Regions from separate parts of the Bombyx mori genome. Here region 1 is linked to region 2. Evidence: chromatin contacts called from public Hi-C data. All regions are on one chromosome and are shown on one strand. Each heading gives the region's core, a stretch centred on a gene start, on an enhancer-like site or on the middle of the called end of the contact. The rest is flanking DNA. Distances are from core to core; before and after follow the strand shown. Region 1 holds the start of LOC101741675 (GAS2-like protein pickled eggs). Region 2 overlaps LOC101740827 (vitellogenic carboxypeptidase).

What was found. Hi-C and Micro-C count contacts between places; a contact is called where the count stands out from the background.
Region 1: a Hi-C map of whole pupa shows a contact between it and region 2, with 1.5 times the contacts expected there. The contact joins the promoter of LOC101741675 here to the enhancer-like site in region 2. A contact is called at or near these places in 5 of 7 Hi-C or Micro-C datasets (middle silk gland, midgut and whole pupa).

What each region holds. Positions count from the first base shown.
Region 1 is chr16:843,392-847,554 of ASM3026992v2, reverse strand. It overlaps LOC101741675 (GAS2-like protein pickled eggs), which reads left to right and starts at 2,455. Exons shown (of 5, transcript XM_038016552.2): 1 at 2,455-2,629. All of the region lies in intron 1 of LOC101740827 (vitellogenic carboxypeptidase), which reads right to left.
Region 2 is chr16:785,191-789,377 of ASM3026992v2, reverse strand. The region is part of intron 1 of LOC101740827 (vitellogenic carboxypeptidase); the gene reads right to left. It overlaps LOC101741675 (GAS2-like protein pickled eggs), which reads left to right. Exons shown (of 5, transcript XM_038016552.2): 3 at 1,683-2,249. Among protein-coding and RNA genes, the nearest start is that of TRNAG-UCC, 9.4 kb to the left of the region's middle. Within about 2 kb of position 2,142, at least 2 of the 8 cell types and tissues checked have open chromatin away from gene starts, as enhancers often do.

The DNA.
Region 1 (4,163 bases), core at 1,206-3,705, 58 kb before region 2:
AGAAATAGGCAGGGTGATGGTATCTGCCCATGCCGACTCACAACATGTCCTACCACCAGTAATTACGCAAATTATAATTTTGCGGTGCTGTTTATAGACTACTTAACATAATAAGATCTCTTTAAATCCGTAATTACTTCCAAGCACATCCTCGTCCCGTTCCGCCTATAATCACCGCTGTCACATTAACCCGGGCCTTACATCTCGCCGTGAAATTAATTGTAACTTTCAATTACATTGTTCTTTGGAAAATCGACGTCTCTAGAAAGAAAATTGTTCAATGAGTCTTTGTTTTATTCTGTCACTCTATGAGTCGCAAGACTTCGAACCGCAGACGGAAACTTTTAGTTTTTAATTATTGTCGCTCACGCAGTTTATGCACGTTTTTCACCATCATCATCTTGGCTTGTTGTAATTCCAGCATGGCGTTCGCCTCACTGTTATGATTATGAGATATGTCATTTTTCGAATGAAGTTTGAAGTAACTCGGCTTGAGTGTATCCTGATATCGCTGGTCGAAGGTAGCCGGGAGATTGTATGCTAGTCTGTGTTCCAAAGCAAATGATGATATTTTAATCGAAGTGTATAATAAGAACCATAGGCGAGATATAAAGTAGCGCATACAAGCCTTAAAGGTTTTTAAAGCGTTTCATGTTGGAAATTCAAAACGAGTTTGTGGTCGATGTACCGATATATACCGTCTACAACTCCCAAAATCTCCTTCTGAGACAAAAACTCATTCGATAAGGCTATGCGTCATGATAATCGTCTTATCGTTCCCACCGCTGAATACTCCCCGAAACCTGATCACGCAGGAGCCAGTCACCGTCGACGTCCTAGAGACGTTCTTACGGATCCATCAGATTCAATAACCTTTGCATTAGACGCCTTCAGCTCTAACACTAGGCTTAGGGATTCCGGTAACCGTACTCGTCGAACTCGACAAAGAGCTCGACGTGCAACTTAACCCATGCATCAGCCCGCTGAGTTTCTCGCCGGATCTTCTCAGCGGGTCGCGATTCCGATCCGGTAGTAAATTCATTCGCGAAGCAGCTGCTTTTGAGTTGTTAGGTCTCCTTCGGAGGCGCTCGGGCAGCTTTTAGGAAATCCCACCCCTCCTGGCTGAGCCTTTGCTCGCCCACCTGCCCTGGTGAAATTGGAAAGGCCTCCGGGCCACCAGTAATCCTTAAATCCTAAAAAAAACAAAACTTTTTAAATTGGATAGGCTATAGGATTGGATAGGCTTAGATTGGATTTTGAATTGGATATGATTTTAAATGGAACGGGATGGGCTTGCAGCAGAATCCGGGAGGAAAATCTCAATAGCCATTATGTAAGCGGCTGTCCTGACTCACAAAGAAAACGAATAGAAACAACAACAATAAAAATATACAAGATTATCTCTTGTTTAGTTTTCACGACATTACCTAAGCCTTGATTTTTAGATGAGAACAAGATTATTAAGAGGTCAGCGTGTGTGTCATTGTATTCTATACGTTCAAGGACAGCCCGATGGCCAGGCGAACCGGATTCGGTGCGAAAAAGCCGAAACGGGCAGAAATCACGACGCGAGGGAGCCAAGTGGTTGGCGTAAAGTGCTTAATTGGGATCGCCGTGTTGATGTTAAATTTGATTGGGCTGCGGCTTGTACAACGCTATTGACTATGTGAAGACTAAGACATATTCTTCGAGATAAACTTCTTTTAATGTCGATTCATATTTTTTAGTTATAAATGTGTAGTATGACGATATGTGTAAGAGGCGAGTGAGCGAATAAATGATATAGGAGTATGGAAAGAGACAACTTGTTGCGCCCACAACAGATGACTGGGAGAATGATGATATGATAATATTTTTAGTTAGAATACTATTTATTTGTTAAAATCCGTTGTATAGATATGTATATGTTAAAACAGTTGAGAGGTTTGGTTACAATAATTTTGAATCATGTTAGTTGAATGATGTGATCCTGACTTTGGTCGGGTTCCCCTCGAAATGTCAAGAAGACATGAAGATAAGAGCAAATGTTAAGACATTTTTACTGGTATGGTATGCTCTATCACCAATCGGCATCTAATGGAATCTGCCGAAATATATAGGTAGTATCTGCTTGCTTATTTCGGCGACTAAGTTCCGGCTTGTAACATGGGAGAGCTATTACACAATGCTATTGAGACTTGGACCTCATGTCTCAAAGTGGGCGGCGGCATTCATGTGTCTTGAGCTCACCAGATAGGCCGTCTTGTTAATGCAGCAATAAAAATTATATCTGTCTCATTATTATTCCGACCGAAGCCGCTGCAGACTCTGAGCGTGTGATAAATGCGCATCTCGAATGCATTCTTCATTACCTATTCACTCGTAAAAATGAAGATCTGTCTAGAAATGTGCCGCCAAGGCTGTGTTTGTGTCGCGAAACTTGCACGCGTCGTTTGCAAGCGACATATCAAGTCATAACTTCTACATAGCGTCAGTCTAATTGTAATACTGGCATCGTTCGCACGCGTGCCGAGCCGCTCCGTCTATCGACTATCGATAGTTTCGTGTAGCAATTTCGATATAGTGCTGTTGTGATTTATCGAATAGTGCTGTGATCAACGGGACCGGCTAGATTTTTTCATCGACTAAGGTTTGTGGTCGTGTTTTTTAATTGTTCGCAATTTTGTTAATTGTTTGATTTAAGTTGGGAGTATTAATTGTTTTTAAGCGAGAAAAAAAAGGTTTTTTTTGTGAAACACGTTTTTATATTTAATATTTTTTGTGTTATTAAAGTTGAAAATAATTATAATTTTAATACAAGCGTTATTCATGTATGTTTTCACCTAAAAAAAATCGTCAGAAATAATGAGTGCGCAAGACAGGTATTTGTACAAGACACATAAGCTGTAGATACTAGCTGTAGATACACCTGTCATTAAAAATGGCTCGAATTAAATATTGAACAGATGACAATTAATTGTTGAACGAAAAATATTGAATGGGATGATGATAATAAACAGGAAATTATGTCATTTCAATGACGACTTGGATCGGCACTTGTGAATAATGTATTGAAATATTGTTACATATATATTTTTTTTATTTTGTCTGTTACTCACCGCTGTGCAATTGTAATGTCGATGTAATTTTATTATCCGAGTCTCTTAAGTCTCCTAAGTTAGTTCGCTATATTTTGAGCTCCTCCTCAATAATGCTCTTTAAACTTTGAGACAAATGTCATGAAAATGTAAATTAAATGATAATTTTTAATGCAAATTCGTTTATTTCTTCACAGAGTCATTTTAACTCAAAATTATTCGGAGTTTTTAAATTATTTTTGTCTTTCGAAGTTTTTAGGAACATATTATATGCTTTAGTATACGCGGATATGCGTTCTTCTCCGGTCCTACTAGTAACGAATACAGAAATTAGATTAGGGTGAGCAATAATATATGTTTAGATAAATGATTCGTCATCTTCACGGAGTGGAGGCGCATCCACGTTGATTTTAGTTTTAAAATTAAAAGTCGTAGGTGTTTTAATTGAATTAATATATGTACCTACATTTTTGTAATGAAAACAGGTAGTTTTGTCAGCAATAAAAAAAAGAACTGCAACCGCGTTATCAATTTTAATTCCGGCTTGAAGTGCAACGTTCGGTCGCCATGCAAATTTTAGTTTTTTTTTTTCGCGATAAAATTTATCTGCTGACGTCACCGAACATCGATAATTCGGTTAATAAATGTATTATCGATAAGATTAACGATACGAATACGTTTTTGTTTTCTTTAAAACGTGTTAGTCATCGTGTGATGTAATAGTAAATAGATGGACATCACTAGAGATATTTGTTAATGTATTCTGCTTGGTACATATGTAGAGGTTACTGAAGTTAGTTCACAAATTATCTAGCGAAAGGAAACAAGCCCTGCCCTGCGTTGCAGTATGTTTAAATAACCGTCTTCAATTAAAAAAGGCTACAAAAAAAAATCTAATTATTAATGCCATATTTATTCTACACCATCGTGTAGCAGGCTTAATACAAAAACCGTAAGTTTGTGATAATCCTAGCGCGGTTATAAACACAGAGAACATTGTAGATAGCATTATATTTCAAATTAAACAATTTTAAAATCGATTTTTATCGTTCGATATCGATTAGAGTAAGGTTTTATTGTCTACCT
Region 2 (4,187 bases), core at 893-3,392:
AATGTGGAAGGATATAGAGGAAGAGGTAGACCTAAGAAGAAATGGATGGATTGCGTGAAAGACGATATGTGTAAGAGGGGAGTGAGCGAAGAAATGGTATATGATAGAAGAGTATGGAAGGAGAAAACATGTTGCGCCGACCCCAGGTAACTGGGAGAAGGGCAGGATAATGATGATAATGTGGCGTGGTATTATTGCGCCGCCCGTGGCGTTTTGGGCTATGAAGCCACGGGACTCGGAGGAGGTAATTTGAGTCAGTAAATTTTAAATGTTATAGGATTAATGTAAAATATTGCAAAACTTGTAAACATTCAGCATCTGAGCGTGTTTGTTCCGCTTACTAATGGGTTTTTAACACCAGTAACATGGGAGAAAATCTATGCCAACATATAGAGAATGTCTCACTGATGCTAATTCGTTATCCTTTCCTCCTCCTCCTGTTTATCGGAATAAAATATCCGACAAGAATCTAGAAAGATACTAAGCTCCGACGTGAAATTGAATTCAAACACAGTGGTACAATAGTCAGATTCCTTATCCATACGAGCAAGGAGACGTTCAGATTAAATAAAATGATTGACATTCGAGAACAAGTAGTAATTCGTTTTATGTCAAGTCATTCATATCCCGGACATATTTTTGAATGAGAAAGTGGGTACCTACTAAAAACATATTGTTTGTAGCTTAGGTTCTAGTAATTGTTTTAAAGTCACTTATGCTGTATAAAATGTCTCCATTTCCATCATCTCACTTCGCTCGTAGACAAGTAAGCTTCATTAACTTGTTGAGCTTGCATAAGTTAAGTTATAAATCAAGTTACAAGGGCAGATTAGCTTGGCACACATTCCTGTCTGCATATTAACTTTGATAAATTGAAATCTACTGAAGCCGAACCTAGACCGCGTGCAGGAACGATATTGTGATTCTCCTGTAGCCATTATTAGTGGGAACACACTTTTTTTTTTTTTTTCCTGAAATTGTATGTTCCTCTCTAGATAACTCTATATGGTGGTAGGCCGAATTGAATCCAACTAATTTATAATAGGATGCTGCTTATTCCTTCCGTAAAAATAGTACATCAAAAGTAGAAAACTGTCCACGAGACGTAAAAGTTTTAATAAGAATGAAAATTCTCTATATATGTCTTCATTCGAAAATTAAGGTTGTTTGAGTTTTAATAATATAAATATAAATGCTCAATACAAATATTAACTTCTTTGTAATCGATTCATATTTACTGTCAACTATATTTTACACGCATTTAAATCTCAGTCTTATACTAAACTATCAATCTTGTATGTTAATTTAGCAGTATTTATCACACCTTTATAAAGAGTCATTATTTTAAATAATACACTCTAAGCTTAGATTACATCACTGCACTTGTATCTAATTGTGAAGCAATTATATTGCAATATAAATAATAAGGCCGTTATTTTTACTTCACGATATTGCTCCTTTGTCGTGGAAGTCATTCGTTAGGCACGTATTTTATTGGCAAAAAATTGCACCTGTCTGTGGAATTCGAACACTGGCACAGTCGCATCGGTCGATATAAATATAACGTCTTATCCTTTAGGCCACGACGACTTCAACATGAACTTAGTAATGAAGATGATTACCTGACATTAATAAAAAGCTTGAGATCAATAAGTAAAGAACTTTTCTTCTGTTTGTTACAGCACGCGAACGCCGTGAGGGACTCCGCTAAGTTGATCCTCGACGCTCCACAACCGGAGGCCGAAGATGCCATCATTCTGGCAAAAGCACTGCGCTCCCGTCCCCCGGTCAACATGCTCCCGGCCGCCAAAGCCGGCACGTTCTTCGCCAGAGACAACCTCTCCAACTTCATCGACTGGTGTCGTAAGGCGCTCGGCATTTTAGAGTGCCTACTCTTCGAAACTGACGATCTATGTCTCAGGAAAAATGAAAAGCACGTCGTTCTCTGCTTGCTCGAGGTAGCCAGGAAGGGAGCCGTGCTTGGTATGCCAGCACCTCTACTAGTGCAGATGGAGAAGCAGATTGAGAGAGAATTGGCAGGGGAAGAGTTACGGCCCGATGATTCTGCTCTAGGATTGACAGTGCCTACTGGGCCCCAGCCCCAATTGGTGACCAACGATCTGAGGAGTTTGGACGAGAGAGTCAGGGACTTGGTGGAGCGATGCTCCTGCCCCACGCAGTTCCCTATGGTCAGGGTCTCAGAGGGAAAATACAGGATTGGCGACACCAGGATGCTGATTTTTGTTAGGGTAAGTCTTTATCACAGTACACAGACAAAGGTTTAAAATTTTTCGTATTAGACAAACATTGATGGGTAGCGGGATGGGTAGTGAAATATTTTATGAGCATATTGTAGTATATTAGGGTGAAATTAGTTTCTGCTGGGTTTGAATATACTCGTATATGTTTCATTCGTGTTTTCGAAGTAGGAAATTGAAAATAAATCAAAGTAATTCTGTAGCCTCTTTACATTAAATCAACTTTATAAAAATGAAAAGGCAATTCTACGTTGAAATTTTACTTTTACGATTTTTGTTATATTATTTCCGATGTTTCAAATATATGCATAATATACTTAACAGCTTTAATGAAGTTAAGATGAGATTAAATCGTGAAATTAGTTGTAATTATGTCCACAATTCGTGAGTCAGAAGAAAATACCTACATACTTCATTACAATCACTAAAAACAGTCGCTTTCTCTGTCCCTATATCTGTCTGTCCCTATATATGCTTAAACCTTTAAAACTACGCAACGGATTTTGATGCGGTTTTTTTAAATAGATAGAGTGATTGAAGAGGAAGGTTTTTATATAGAATAACATCCATTAAATAGTGGAGAAATTAATAATAAATAACAGTTTCCGAAGCGAAGCGAGGGCGGGTCGCTAGTAATGTACAAAGCTTAGTACATGCAAGTTAATTACAACGAATAATAATACTAAGAAACGAAACACAGTGATCAAGACAGCATTCACACTTAATACTCAAAAATTGTTTTTAACTCAGCCTTGAACTGCGTAAAAACTCAATAATGATTAGTGCGAAGGCTGTTTAATAAGTTAATTAGTGATGCTTTTTTGTTAATTGCTCAAGCGAAACTAAAAATACTCAACCTTGATTCGAAACAGTGACACGGTTATGTAAAAACAATACTACACCTTAAAATTATATATATAAGTTTCGCTCAAACTGAATTAAGAGTCTGATATTCAATTTAAAAATAAGATTCTAAATAAGTCATTTATTATCTTTCCTTTTACTGGTGGTAGGACCACTTGTGAGTCCGCGCGGGTAGGTACCACCGCCCTGCCTATTTCTGCCGTGAAGCAGTAATGCGTTTCGGTTTGAAGGGTGGGGTAGCCGTTGTAACTATACTGAGAACTTATATCTCAAGGTGGGTGGCGCATTTACATTGTAGATGTCTATGGGCTCCAGTAACCACTTAACACCAGGTGGGCTGTGAGCACGTCCACCCATCTAAGTAATAAAAAAAAAATTATTAAGACGCCGCATGATAAAAACTTATATTTTCATATAGTTTAGTAGATTAGTTGAACAAGTTGCAGATTAATTATCATTTTCCATAATTAAAAGTGTCCTACATTATGATTATTAGTTTGCGTTCCAAGCTTTACCTTCAGCGAGAAAGGTAAAACTGCGCTAAAGCGGAGCGCAACACCAAACAATTACTTATAACGACTGATTAATAAAATAAAACATAATTATTTCCTTAAGTTTCAATGTAACTTCGTTCGTTGAACCCAAATATTGCAAAAGATAATTACACGCTACCAAGAGTTGTCCGTCCGCACATGGCGCCTTTCGAGTTAAAAATATATTAAAATAAAAACTTTAGATTATTTCTATAAATAACCGTTCGATACTAATTAATGAGGAATAGCTATCGTTAATTAGTGCTTTAAAGGGTATACCAGATTTTTCTGTGTGCTACACGTAGGGCTGTCTGGTATTACATGAATTATTTAATTACGCACATCATTATAAGCGGTTTTGAGATAAAAATCGATTTTCGTCGAATTTAGAAGAAGATCATCAAATTCTTTTAACTCTTCATTTACCGCTATTTCTACTTCTAAATTTTCCAAAAGCTCAAAGTTGTTGGTTATTCTTAAATTGCCTCATCCCTAGCGGCTAGGACCAAGTAATCCAAGTAGTTGCCTTAAT